Regions from separate parts of the Triticum aestivum genome. Here all the other regions are linked to region 2. A link is a contact called in public Hi-C data. All regions are on one chromosome and are shown on one strand. Each heading gives the region's core, a stretch centred on a gene start, on an enhancer-like site or on the middle of the called end of the contact. The rest is flanking DNA. Distances are from core to core; before and after follow the strand shown. Region 1 has its middle 12 kb from the start of LOC123077887. Region 2 holds the start of LOC123077889 (cyclin-A1-2). Region 3 holds the start of LOC123077890 (serine/threonine-protein kinase RHS3).

Region 1 (4,058 bases), core at 1,405-3,904, 210 kb before region 2:
AGTCAAACGTCTTCACGATCCAACCGATCGAAGCACCGAACGTACGGCACCTCCGCGTTCAGGACACGTTCAGCTCGATGACGTCCCTCGATCTCTTGATCCAGTCGAGGACGAGGGAGAGTTCCGTCAGCACGACGACGTGGTGACAGTGATGATGAAGTTACCGACACAGGGCTTCGCCTAAGCACTACGACGATATGACCTAGGTGTGTAACTGTGGAGGGGGGGCACCGCACACGGCTAAGACAATTGATCTTGTGTGTTCTAGGGTGACCCCTGCCCCCGTATATAAAGGTGGGAGGGGAAGGCCGGCCGGCCCTGTAGGGCGCGCCAGGAGAGGGGAGTCCTACTAGGACTCCATGTCCTAGTGGGATTCCACCTGGAGGAAAGGGGGAAGAAGGAAGGGAGAGGGGGAAGGAAGGAAAGGGGGGTGCCGCCCCCTTCCCCTAGTCCAGTTCGGACCCAAAGCGGGGGGGGGGGGCAAACCCCTTGTGGCCCTTCTCTCTCCCCACTAAGGCTCATGAAGGCCCATTAGTTCCCCCGAGGGGTTCCGATAACCCGGCACTCCGATATTTATCCGGTACCTCCCGGAGCTCATCCGTTGTCCGAACATCATCGTCCAATATATCAATCTTTATATCTCGACCATTTAGAGACTCCTCGTCATGTCCGTGATCTCATCCAGGACTCCGAACAAACTTCGGTCATCAAATCACATAACTCATAATATAAATCGTCATCGAACATTAAGCGTGCGGACCCTACGGGTTCGAGAACTATGTAGATATGACTGAGACACATCTCCGGTCAATAACCAGTAGCGGAACCGGGATGCTCATATTGGCTCCTACATATTCTACAAAGATCTTTATCGGTCAAACCGCATAACAACATACGTTGTTCCCTTTGTCATCGGTATGTTACTTGCCCGGGATTCGATCGTCGGTATCATCATACCTAGTTCAATCTCGTTACCGGAAAGTCTCTTTACTCGTTCCGTAATGCATCATCCCGCAACTAACTCATTAGTCATATTGCTTGCAAGGCTTATAGTGATGAGCATTACTGAGAGGGCCCAGAGATACCTCTCCGATACACGGAGTGACAAATCCTAATCTCGATCTATGCCAACTCAACAAACACCATCGGAGACACCTGTAGAGCATATTTATAATCACCCAGTTACGTTGTGACGTTTGATAGCACACAAGGTGTTCCTCCGGTATTTGGGAGTTGCATAATCTCATAGTCAGAGGAACATGCATAAGTCATGATGAAAGCAATAACAATAAACTAAACGATCATTTATGCTAAGCTAACGGATGGGTCTTGTCCATCACATCATTCTCTAATGATGTGATCCCGTTCATCAAATGACAACACATGTCTATGGTCAGGAAACTTAACCATCTTTGATTAATGAGCTGGTCTAGTAGAGGCATACTAGAGACACTCTGTTTGTCTATGTATTCACACATGTACTAAGTTTTCGGTTAATACAATTCTAGCATGAATAATAAACATTTATCATGATACAAGGAAATGTAAATAACAACTTTATTATTGCCTCTAGGGCATATTTCCTTCAAAAACCCCGGAAGGCTACTAAAGGAGCACATAAGATGCCTCACGAAAGCACCGAACTATAACACTAGAGGCAATTCCGCCACAAAAAGGAGAGAGAAATCAAAACTATTATTGGAGGAGCAGGATTCCCACCCCTCGACTTCGGCATATGTAAAACGTGCATCAAGACCCCTGCACCATTCACTAGTTATGAAGCTCCGAAGACCGCCATAACTGGGGGATGACGCTCTGGAGTCTCAAAGACCTGCCACACCATTTCGAGACTGCCTTCACCCCTTTCGGGGAGCCACCTTGACTTTCATCCATTGCTCGCCCAAGCAAAATCGTCACCCCCTAAATCGAAGGACAACGATTACTGCACGAATCGGACCGAGGTGAGGTGCGTCCCTAAAGCACCAACATGTAGCTCCCCAGCTCGATTGCATCGTCTCCGTCTGTCGCATGTCTCTTCCTCTGCCACTTGTCAGAGTATTGCGTCGTTGAAGCCCCGCATTGCCGCCCTGGCCACCAACACCCGGATCACTTGAGGACCTGGTCGGTTGTACCACCGCTGCCTCACCTCGTGTCATCATGGCCAGCAGTATGCACCACGCCTACGTCTAGCCGGATGCGGCCAGAGGCCCCTTAGCCGAGATACCGTCACTAGGTCGCCTGGGAGATGGCATGGAAGTTGGGTTGAGCCAAGACGTGACATGGAATTTCAGGTGTCAAATAAGTATTTCTGAAAACAAATCTAGTGCTAAAAATTGTGTTATGTACAACAAAGAAAATCTTGGCGAAAATGATTATCTTAGTGAAAGATAAAACAAAGTACATACTATAATTAGAATGGAGAGAGTAGTCTAAAAGAACACACCAATTCCTACAATTCATTTCATGAGAATAAAAGAACAAACTAAAATAAATAAATAAATAGATATTCTCTTGAATATTCCAAGTCGCGATCTCATTTCTAGACAGGTCATTTTCCATCACTAGAGTAGTGAAATAGCGTCCACATCTATCGAATCATCCTACCTCCATACAAACCTACTCCCACAGGAGACGTGGAGCACCATGACACGCCGCACACCCTCGCTCCACAAGAGATCAAGCACGGCCAGGTCACACCACTTGGCAGCCTTGCGTGTGGCCCACACTTGCTCGCCCGTGGGCCCATCCCGGGGACGGTACCGTGAGCTCCTCAAAGAAGCAACGCCTCCGGTCAATCGCAGCGCTCATCCTCGGAGAAAGACAGCATGATTAAAAACCATAAGTCTGATGAAGAACCGAAGCCAGTACAGCTAGCTAATCCATTTTCTGTCGCTGAGAGGCAGATTAGACAAAATTAAGAAAAATCCGGCCGATCCGCTGGTTATTTTTATAATGTTTGGGGCTTGGAATCTTCTCGCGGCTCGCTAACTAATTAAAACCCAATGCAGGGGCAGCACTCCAACGTGCTGGCATGAGTGGTACCTCTACCAGCATGACAGCTCCTCCCTCATTTCGCAAGTGACCACCAGCATTTCGCTAGGCCAGCGATGAAAGGATTTCGCCACGTCGGATGTACGCCATGAACACACAGTGACCTCATTGTTTCGGGGAACTGATCTTGTCCATCTCTTTTAGCTTTGGTTTTTCTGGTATAACTCCCAGGCGACCATGTATTTTGGTGTGGGCAACGAGCCAAGTGGCGTATTTTGCACTCTCTCCGTATCAAAATATAAAACGTTTTTTATAAACCTTTGTATCAGAAAACATCTTATATTTTGATACAGAGGGAGTACATCTTTAACAGACCAACAGCCAATAATCGATCGACAAGCCCGTAGAGTAGTAGATCATTGCTACGGTATCTGTGACAAACCAAATATATTTATCATGCATTTTTTAGTTTTAGTGAAGCATTGACTGAAAAAACAGGGACCTGTTTTGTTGGCCATAATAGCCAACTCGGTCCAAATAAAGCCAGCTATTCCCAAAAGAAAAGAATTCAAAATATGTAGGCCCTCCTCTGGTGTTGGATAATAGCAATATGAGCCCACTTGGCACATGCCAACCCCAATTTGCTGTCACCTCCTTTATTACGAGCCAGGTTGCAAGACCAGACCAGCTCAGTGATAGCACCCCAACCAACAAATACCATTTCTCAAATCCAGCGACTGTTTGTTTATCCTGTTCAAATCCAGCAAGTTATGCTTGAGTCATTTGTGCCACACAACAAGCCACCATGATGTGTTTTTAATTCCTTTGCAATGTGGCCAGCATGCAATTGCTTCCTGGCGGACCAATCAATCTGGAGCCTAGCAAAGGAGCACACCGCAGCTTCAAGAAGTAACTTGTTGCGAATGCACACTCAAATGCTGAGGTAAGGGCCACTAAGGGTAAGACTATGTTGTTTAATATAATATAAAGAAGATCAAACTTTGATTTTCTGGCAAAAAAATAGTAAAAATTATGTGGGCAGATATAGATTCCTTTTTTGCATCAAT
Region 2 (3,997 bases), core at 1,169-3,668:
GTATCATACTACAACAGGGCTACTCCATCCTGCATGAATTCCTCTATCATACACCACCTAACATTATTTTAACACTACCTTTTGACATCCTAACATCAATTTGTGAAAAATGTAACGCATATTATATGGTGTTTGTACTGACAATAGCTTTGGTTTATAATTTCTTCAGAGGCTGGTTTAATCGTTTATGTGAATTTGATCTTAGAAAATGTTATTGTAGTGTCTATGATTGATGTTTTCGGCAACTGACAACAAGCATTTGGCATTTGCTACTAGTTCTTTCGACACATTCCTGGTAATTGACAATAAGGTCTATGATGACACCGACAGACCTCTAGACCACAAGCTGAGAAGGGCAAGCAACAATAAGAAACATGCGCAAACTGAAGAAGGTTTTTAAGTCCAATAATCATGTCATCATGTAATGTAGAAGATATACTAATCTGTTCTGATCTAAACATTTGAAGGAGCAGGCTGAAAGAAGATGCTGAAGAAAAGAATGCGCACCTCAGCCTCTCGCAAGTGCATATAGATATCAGAAGCAAGAGTAGCACACAGCTGTGGATCCTCGTAGTTATCATCAACGTCACAAACGTTGTCAATTTCCATTGGGGCAGCAGCATCCTTCTTCCACTTAGCTCCTGCGAAAGAAGAAAGGCACTACATTAATGACAAAAGGTCTAACAAAAGAGTACACTATAAGAGGACACGCCCTAGACATAACTGTCAATGTTCAGAAAGGAAAACAAACCTTCCACAGTTCTATCATCTGAAATGCGCAGGTTTTCATTTGCCCGTCGCTGTAGAGAATCGAGCAATGAGGAGTCACCGTTGTCAATGTACTCGAAATCGGGGCTCTTCATAGAATCGCAACTCGACATAGTCTCGTCAGTGGAAATCGAATCTCCTGAATGTCCAGGAGACACGAAGCTGCTGAAGGGTATAACGGCAGGCACGGCAATCGGCACCACAGTAGGCACCTTACGAGGAGGAACACTCTCCTTCTGTACGGAGCTCTCATGGCGAGATGTGACAGGAGCTGGCTTGGTGAAAGCCGATTTCACAGCCGAGCCACGATTTGCGCTTGCATTCCGAGCACTTGGCAAAGCTCCCTTCTTCACAGGTGCAGCTGAGGTAGCTGAATTCAACCTCTGCATTACAAACTAGAAAAGGTAAATAACCGATTCCAAATCTCTTGCTCTCACGCATGCATCAGTAAGCACAGTTTGAATTACAAATTGTACAAATAACAAACATGGATAATACTAGTATGATATTAGAAAATTCCAGAGTAACTTTATGCTAAACTGTTCTAGGGCAGTGTAAGATTTTAACCATAAACGCTCAGCAAGAATTCTTGCCAGAACATGAGCCAAACTCCTGAAATATGATCCGCAACAGAAAGAGCAGTACTGGTAAAGGCGCAAAATTGAGTGGACATAGCAGCCAGAAACGCACAGAAAAGAGGCATCAAAATTTGGGAAAAGTGGAAGATTAGCAATCGCAGAGTATGTCCCAGAAATGGAAAACAATACAAAGCAAAATCAATTTTAGGAAAAGTGGAAGATGAGAAATCCATGAAATGGAAAACATCACAAGCCAAAATCAACCCAGAAACATTGTAGTTTCAAGAGCACAAAACACGCTGCTGATTGGGTACAAGAGGCAATAAATCGCAGTATGTCCTCTGATACCAGAGAAACTACTAAACGTTTGACATATCGCCCCGAAGGATGGACAACACATCCAAATCTCCGCATCGAGGATTTTCCTATCCGAGGAACAGGGCAATGCACTTGATCCATCCGTAGAGCCCCATGGGCAGAAGCAACAGCAGGAGCGACTGCAACCTGCGCTCGTGCCCTCTACAGGGGTTCCAACCATAGCCATTCAAAATTCAAATTAAACCGGCCCACGATCTCAACCCCAGACGGCAACCATTTCATCCCACAACAACAAACAAACAAAAAAGGCAATCCCTCAGGGGTTCGGATCCGTACCGCATTGCCCGTCGTGACGACCGCGATCTTCCCGCAGCCGGCCCTGCCCGCGGCCGCCGCGGCGACGTTGGTGGTGAGGTTGCCGAGCGCCACGCGCTTCTTGGCCTGCTGCTGCGCGGCCGCGGGGCCCGCCGCCGCCCTGGCGCCCTCCGGCACGGCCGGGCGCTTCGCCGTCGAGGTCGACATCGCCGACGAGAAGCGGCGGGGGGCGGCGGAGTTGCTCGACATCGGGGCGCGGGCGTGAGGGCGGGGGAGGTCGCTCGCTGCCACCACACAACCACCGACCTCGCGGAGCACTCCGTGGACCTCGGGTGGGATTTGTAGGGGGGCAGCGGAGCGGGGGAGGGGAGTGGCGAGGGTTTGGTGTCCCGGCACGACAGACAGAGCCCTGGGGTTTGGGGAGGGCGACGGGGGGAGAAGAAGAGGTGGGGGGAAGGGGGTGGCTATATTAGGAAAAACACCCTGTCCTTTCAAAATAGTTTCCTGCCTGGGGGCTACTTGCCTATTTAGGCTGCCAATTAACTAATCGCTTAAAATTCAAACTGCCCTCTATACTGGACTTGACACGGACTTCTTTTTTCTTTTCGGGTGAAATAATGTATTACTCAATCACAAGGTTCATACAATCAATCACTGCAAACTCCAATGCCTCTGACATGTACCTCAGTACTAGGATTTTAAGTTTTTTTTTGTGGGGAGGATTTTAAGTTTGTTGGGCGGAGTGCCAACGGAAAAAATGTAGCCTGGATTAAACTTACACTGTAGTGGTAGTTACTTAGGGACGTGAAGTGAGATTCACTTTAGCAAGAGAAAATAGCATTACTATATTATCTAAGAAATCGTAGTACTATATAGTTTAGCTCTATTCATACAAAAATTGCACATCGGAAAATGTCGCGCGGATTAGTTCAGGCCAGATTGTGTCACAGCAGAGTTCTTCTTTTGAAACTACTAGTACTACTGTACTGCGTGAGTTAGAGAACCAAGGCCGCTGCTGCCATGCATGTGTTTATTGCCGTTACAGATTGCCCCACGGCTCTCCCATTCAAATTTCGAAATTTGAAATCTGCGTGCGGTGGGGTTGGGGTGGGGGGCTCCTTTTGTCACGGTGCAATATAGGGAAGCGCTCGATGCACAACACTCCTCCTAGTACTAGTACGTGGCATGATATCCAACGCGTCCATCCAAATCCAAAGAAGAAAGAAAAGCGCCCTTCCACATTTTCTTTATTATTTCTTCAAGCAGCGATAACTAATTACGGGATTAGTGTCTAGTGTAGTGGAGGGAAACTGGCGTGTTTGAACCTCCAACAGATCGCGTCCGTCCGTCAGGACGGCAACGGCATGCATCCTGGGGGAGCGTGCGTGCGCTCGAGGTCAGGGGGGAGCGGGTGGGCCCCGTCCGTCGGCTTTGCTTCTCCTCGCGGTTTGAACTTTGAAACGCTGATGCGCGCTGCCCTCCTCCTCACCGGCCACCAACGGGCCGCAAACCGCACGTGCCACCAGCGGGGCTCTGGACTCTGGACGGAGGGCTTTGGGTTTTAAATTTTTTCGAACCGGTAGTCCGAGTTCTGTCCTAGTAGGGCTGGAAAGCATGCAAAGATCTCGGAGTGTGCTGTGCGGGCGAAAAGCCACTGTATGGACTAGGCACTACGGTAACGTCACAGTAGGCAAGGTAGGAGTGGGGCCCGCATCTGTCTGCTGAACTACTGATGCTGCCTCCGGGCTAGCAGGTAGGTCCGTGCCATTTTTGGATCCGGAAGCTAATGCTGATGCCGTTGCTGTCAGTGACCGTTCAGTCATGCCGGCCCGTACTTAGCATTCACGGCTAAGTCAAGCGGGAGCAAACGTGGCTGCACTTCAACATGGCCGGCTCATTAGCCGCAGTGATGCTGCAAATACAGAGAAGCGATTCAAATTAGCCACATCGTGTGGTTTGACCAGCGAGCTCGATCCCGACACTTTTTATTCGCACTCACTCCCTCGGCATCTCGCGCT
Region 3 (3,959 bases), core at 984-3,483, 130 kb after region 2:
GCGGTAGCCCTTTGTGCCGTTTGTCGAGGGAGCCGAGAGCGTGGGTGGTGTAGCCGTGGTCGAGGTAGCCGTGCGAGGGACGCCGTGGTCGATGTCGAGTCGGGGTGGCCGGTGTCGAGGTAGGCCGTGGACCAGGAAGAAGAGCGGCGGCGGCTAGGTCAGAAGCACGACGACGGTACTCGAAGTAGGCGAGGAAGAACCCGACAGCGTGACGAGGACCGGCGCGGACGGTGGCGTTCCCGCGCCAAGGGAGGCGGCGCGGTGCATACCATGGAAAGTCAACGCGCGGGGACGGCGGTGGACCGTGGGCCGCACCGCTACGACCTGGAGGGGCGACACAACGGCGGTGGGCAGGTTGAGGCGACGACGGGGAAGACCTTCGGGGTTACAGGGATCGCGTGCCACGCTCGCTACGGCCCGATGGGGCGACGTAGCGGCAGCGCGAGGGTCGGTGCAGCCTCGGGGACGGCCTGGAGCGGGCCTCAGTGCAGCGGTTGACCGCCGGCCGCGGCACTACGGCCCGAAGGGGCGGCACAGCGGCAGCACGCGAGTTGGTGCAACCACGGGAACGACCTCAGGGTGGCGGCGGGGACCACGAACCGCGGCGCTACGGCCCGAAGGAGCGACGCAGCGGCGGCGCAGATCGATGCAGCCACAGGGAGAACCAGGCAACGCTGCGGTCCGAAGGGACGACACAGTTGTATCATGTTGCTCGCTCGGTGAAGAGACGCGTACGGACGATCTTCATGAAATTCGGTGGCCTGCGTCCGCGAGGCCGGACAATGCAGCGGCTCGCAACCGGACGCCCAGGAGCTGTGGGGGCTGAGATGTACAAGTGCAAGCAGACGGAGAGCCTTCACCTTCGCCGTACTGGATGTAGCAGGTACGAGCAGCCAACATGCCCTGTGTGGATCAAGGGGCAGCACAAGCACATGCACGTAGGGACACGGCCACGCGCAGTGTTGAACGATGGGCCGATGCGGACGCTTGAGCAGGAAACCACGCTCGCGGGGCACGAGGCGAGGACGAGCGGCTAGCGTAGAACCGCGCGAGCGGCCGACGTCCTTAGCACATCGGACGCGCGTCATGCGTAAAATCTGGGCGTCGCGCCCGCAATTGATCCAGTCGAAGATGATGAAGATGTCGTTGGAGTAGACGCGCGTTGTAGACGACGGACGGCAATGGGCGACCCAAACCCATCTGAGATCGGAAAACCAAAGAAAAATAACGCCGATCAATCGATCTGCGAGAGAAAAACCCCCAATCAATGGATTAGGAAAAAGACTCTCTAGGACAACCGGTCAACACGACCGGCGGACGAACCCTAGGTACGGGCGGCGCGGCCCCCGATGGCGATCATGGAGATCGACCGTCCCGGGGGCGGCGCGATGCGGAAGCGGTGGTGACGGCTAGGGTTTTGGATCGGGATTAGGATGATACCATGTTAGAAGGGAAAGGGGGATTTGGTGGAATAGTTGTTTTATTGCTTGAGCCTCATGGACACACGCACACACTATATATATATATATATATATATATATATATATATATATATATATATATATATGAGTACATGGTCATCTTGGAGTACAAGAGAAGGTAGGAACAAATCCTAGTCTATCATATACTTTCTAATAAACATTATACTCAACAGTCTCCTTATTCTCCCAGAAAAATTTGGTCTCCCAGAAAGAAACACCCGATCTCTCCTCAAATAGAGGGAGAGTTGCAACTCTCTAAAAAAACTTGCCACCCCGACGCGCCGCCTTCATTGATCGCCAAACAAATGCCCCGTCACGCTGCCGCTGCATCCTGTCCCGTCGCCTCACCGTACCACCGCTGCCTCACCGTTTCCCGCAACCGCGGTGCCGCGGGTCGCCGGAGCTCCGTGGATGTCTAACATGGATGCAAGAGAGAAAAAGAGGAGAAATTAGTCACTGACATATGGGGCTCATATGCCAGGGTGCAAGGGCAAGGTTTACAGTGAAACTGCTACAAGGGCACACCTGAATAGGGAGAGATCTTTTGGGAGACTGCTGCAGATGCTATAGCCCGCTTTGAAAAAAACAGAAAAAAAAATTGAGACATGTCGTTTTCCCAGTTTATTTCCAAACCTCAAAATCACGCAACCACACCACATCGTTCCAAATGCCGGCTCGTCTTCCACAGTCCGGCCCGCCTTGGGAAACGCCGCCCCGGCCGTCACCTCTTTCAACCCCTTCCTCCCCCTCCTCTCTCCACCGCCTCCCACTTCCGCCGCGCCTGCGCCTGCGCCTGCGCGTGCTCCTTGTTAAATTTAGCAATGCCTCCTCTCCACCCATTCCCGCGCGCCTTCCCCGTCCCACCCCAGCCTCCTCCACGCCCCGTCGCCTCCCCGCGAAACAACCACCTCCACCGTCGCCGCCTCCCCGCCCATGGGAGGGTGACCTCGCGTCTGCCCCCTTTCCAGACGGTGCCTTGCCGTGGCGTTTGCGGGGGCCGCCGGGGCTTGGTCCGCCTCACCTGATCCACTCCAGGTTTGTTTGTGCCTCTTCCCCCGGCGATCGGTCACCCCTGCTAGCCTGTTCCAATGTGCTAGATATATCAGTAAATTCCGGATTAAACCGGAGTTTTTTTTTTAATTCCAATGCGTTGCAAAATGCAAGGTGTGAACGACATGTCTGCTTGGTTTGGCGCTTCAATTTGATTGGTTTTGAGTATGTTCCTTCGCGATTGTTCGGTGCTTGCATACATGATCAGACACGCTCACATGCTAGTTTGACACAGCGTTGTTATGTTCAGAGAAAGTTCTCAGCTAGGCCTTTGCTATTTCAGAGAACGGATCACGGATTTTATAATTGTATTGTACATCTGTATGCCTGTCCGTGACAGTTGTGTAACTTCTGAGCTAGGAGTCTGAGATACATGACTTCATATAGTCAACTTGTCTGTATGTGCATGTTCTGCCTCCAAATTACACTTCTTGCATATTCATGGATATGCATATTTATGTACTAAATTTATTTTAAAATGGCATATGTGATAGTTTGAGAACTGTGGTGTATATACACAACTTATTAAGGTAACAATGTTAATATAATGATCAATACAATTGTATTTTCATTCTTGTACAAATCCATTATTATTACGTAAAATAATGCATTATTACTATTTTAGACATTGTCGACTGAAACAATGTAATATTTCTTCAAAATGATGTATCATATAAGAAGGCTATATAACCAGGAATACAGAATTAGCAATGGTTATGACAGCAAAAAGTTCTTCAGTTTTTTTTATTTCTTCCTGGGAAGTTGATTAATGCCTCTTATCATGATCATTGTGAAGGTGTTGTTTTGTTTGGAATTATAATGCACCATTTGGTCTTCCAAATTCTACTTCTAGAGTTAAATGATTCTACTATTGCACATTCTTACTGTAATAATGAACTATTTTGTGAAGTTTCAGATGAACTCCAGGTCATACAACAAACTGGACACCGCGAATGACAAAATGGATTTTAACACCCGTGGAAATACCGCGTTCAATGGCACCTTAGACCGGAATCAATCAGGTGTATCTGCCAATCCATCCACAGCATCCAAACCAGCTGCACACTCGCAGATCCCAATGGACTTCAGCACTCGTGGAAATACAGCGTTCAATGGCGCCTTAGACCGGAATCAACCAGGTGTCTCAGCCAATCCATCCACAGCATCCAAACAGGCTGCACACTCGCAGATCCCTTCCGATAAGAAACCACGTCCCAAGAAAGAAGATTTTGCTGACAAAGGAAACCCGAACCACATGACAAAACGCCTCGTTAATCCTGCAGAGAGCCCTGTGCTGACACCAACAAAAGCAGCATCCAAAGGCATGAACAGTAATACACAAGAGAAACTTAGTGATTCCGCTCTAACCATTCCTCAAGGTAGCGCTGACAGTCCAAGAAGTAACAGCTTGGATAGCTGCATGTCCGG

What was found. Hi-C and Micro-C count contacts between places; a contact is called where the count stands out from the background.
Region 1: a Hi-C map of leaf shows a contact between it and region 2, with 4 times the contacts expected there. The contact joins the enhancer-like site here to the promoter of LOC123077889 in region 2. A contact is called at or near these places in 2 of 5 Hi-C or Micro-C datasets (both in leaf).
Region 3: a contact with region 2 is called in a Hi-C map of leaf, with 7 times the contacts expected there. The contact joins the promoter of LOC123077890 here to the promoter of LOC123077889 in region 2. A contact is called at or near these places in 2 of 5 Hi-C or Micro-C datasets (both in leaf).

The regions. Positions count from the first base shown.
Region 1 is chr3D:136,552,532-136,556,589 of IWGSC CS RefSeq v2.1, forward strand. No RefSeq gene overlaps it. Among protein-coding and RNA genes, the nearest start is that of LOC123077887, 12 kb to the left of the region's middle. Within about 2 kb of position 2,655, at least 6 of the 8 cell types and tissues checked have an H3K27ac peak or open chromatin away from gene starts, as enhancers often do. A contact at or near this core is called in leaf, where this site is marked.
Region 2 is chr3D:136,763,957-136,767,953 of IWGSC CS RefSeq v2.1, forward strand. It overlaps LOC123077889 (cyclin-A1-2), which reads right to left and starts at 2,419. Exons shown (of 11, transcript XM_044500246.1): 1 at 2,001-2,419; 2 at 752-1,151; 3 at 508-641. The coding sequence starts at 2,228.
Region 3 is chr3D:136,896,407-136,900,365 of IWGSC CS RefSeq v2.1, forward strand. It overlaps LOC123077890 (serine/threonine-protein kinase RHS3), which reads left to right and starts at 2,234. Exons shown (of 3, transcript XM_044500247.1): 1 at 2,234-2,516; 2 at 3,442-3,959. The coding sequence starts at 3,448.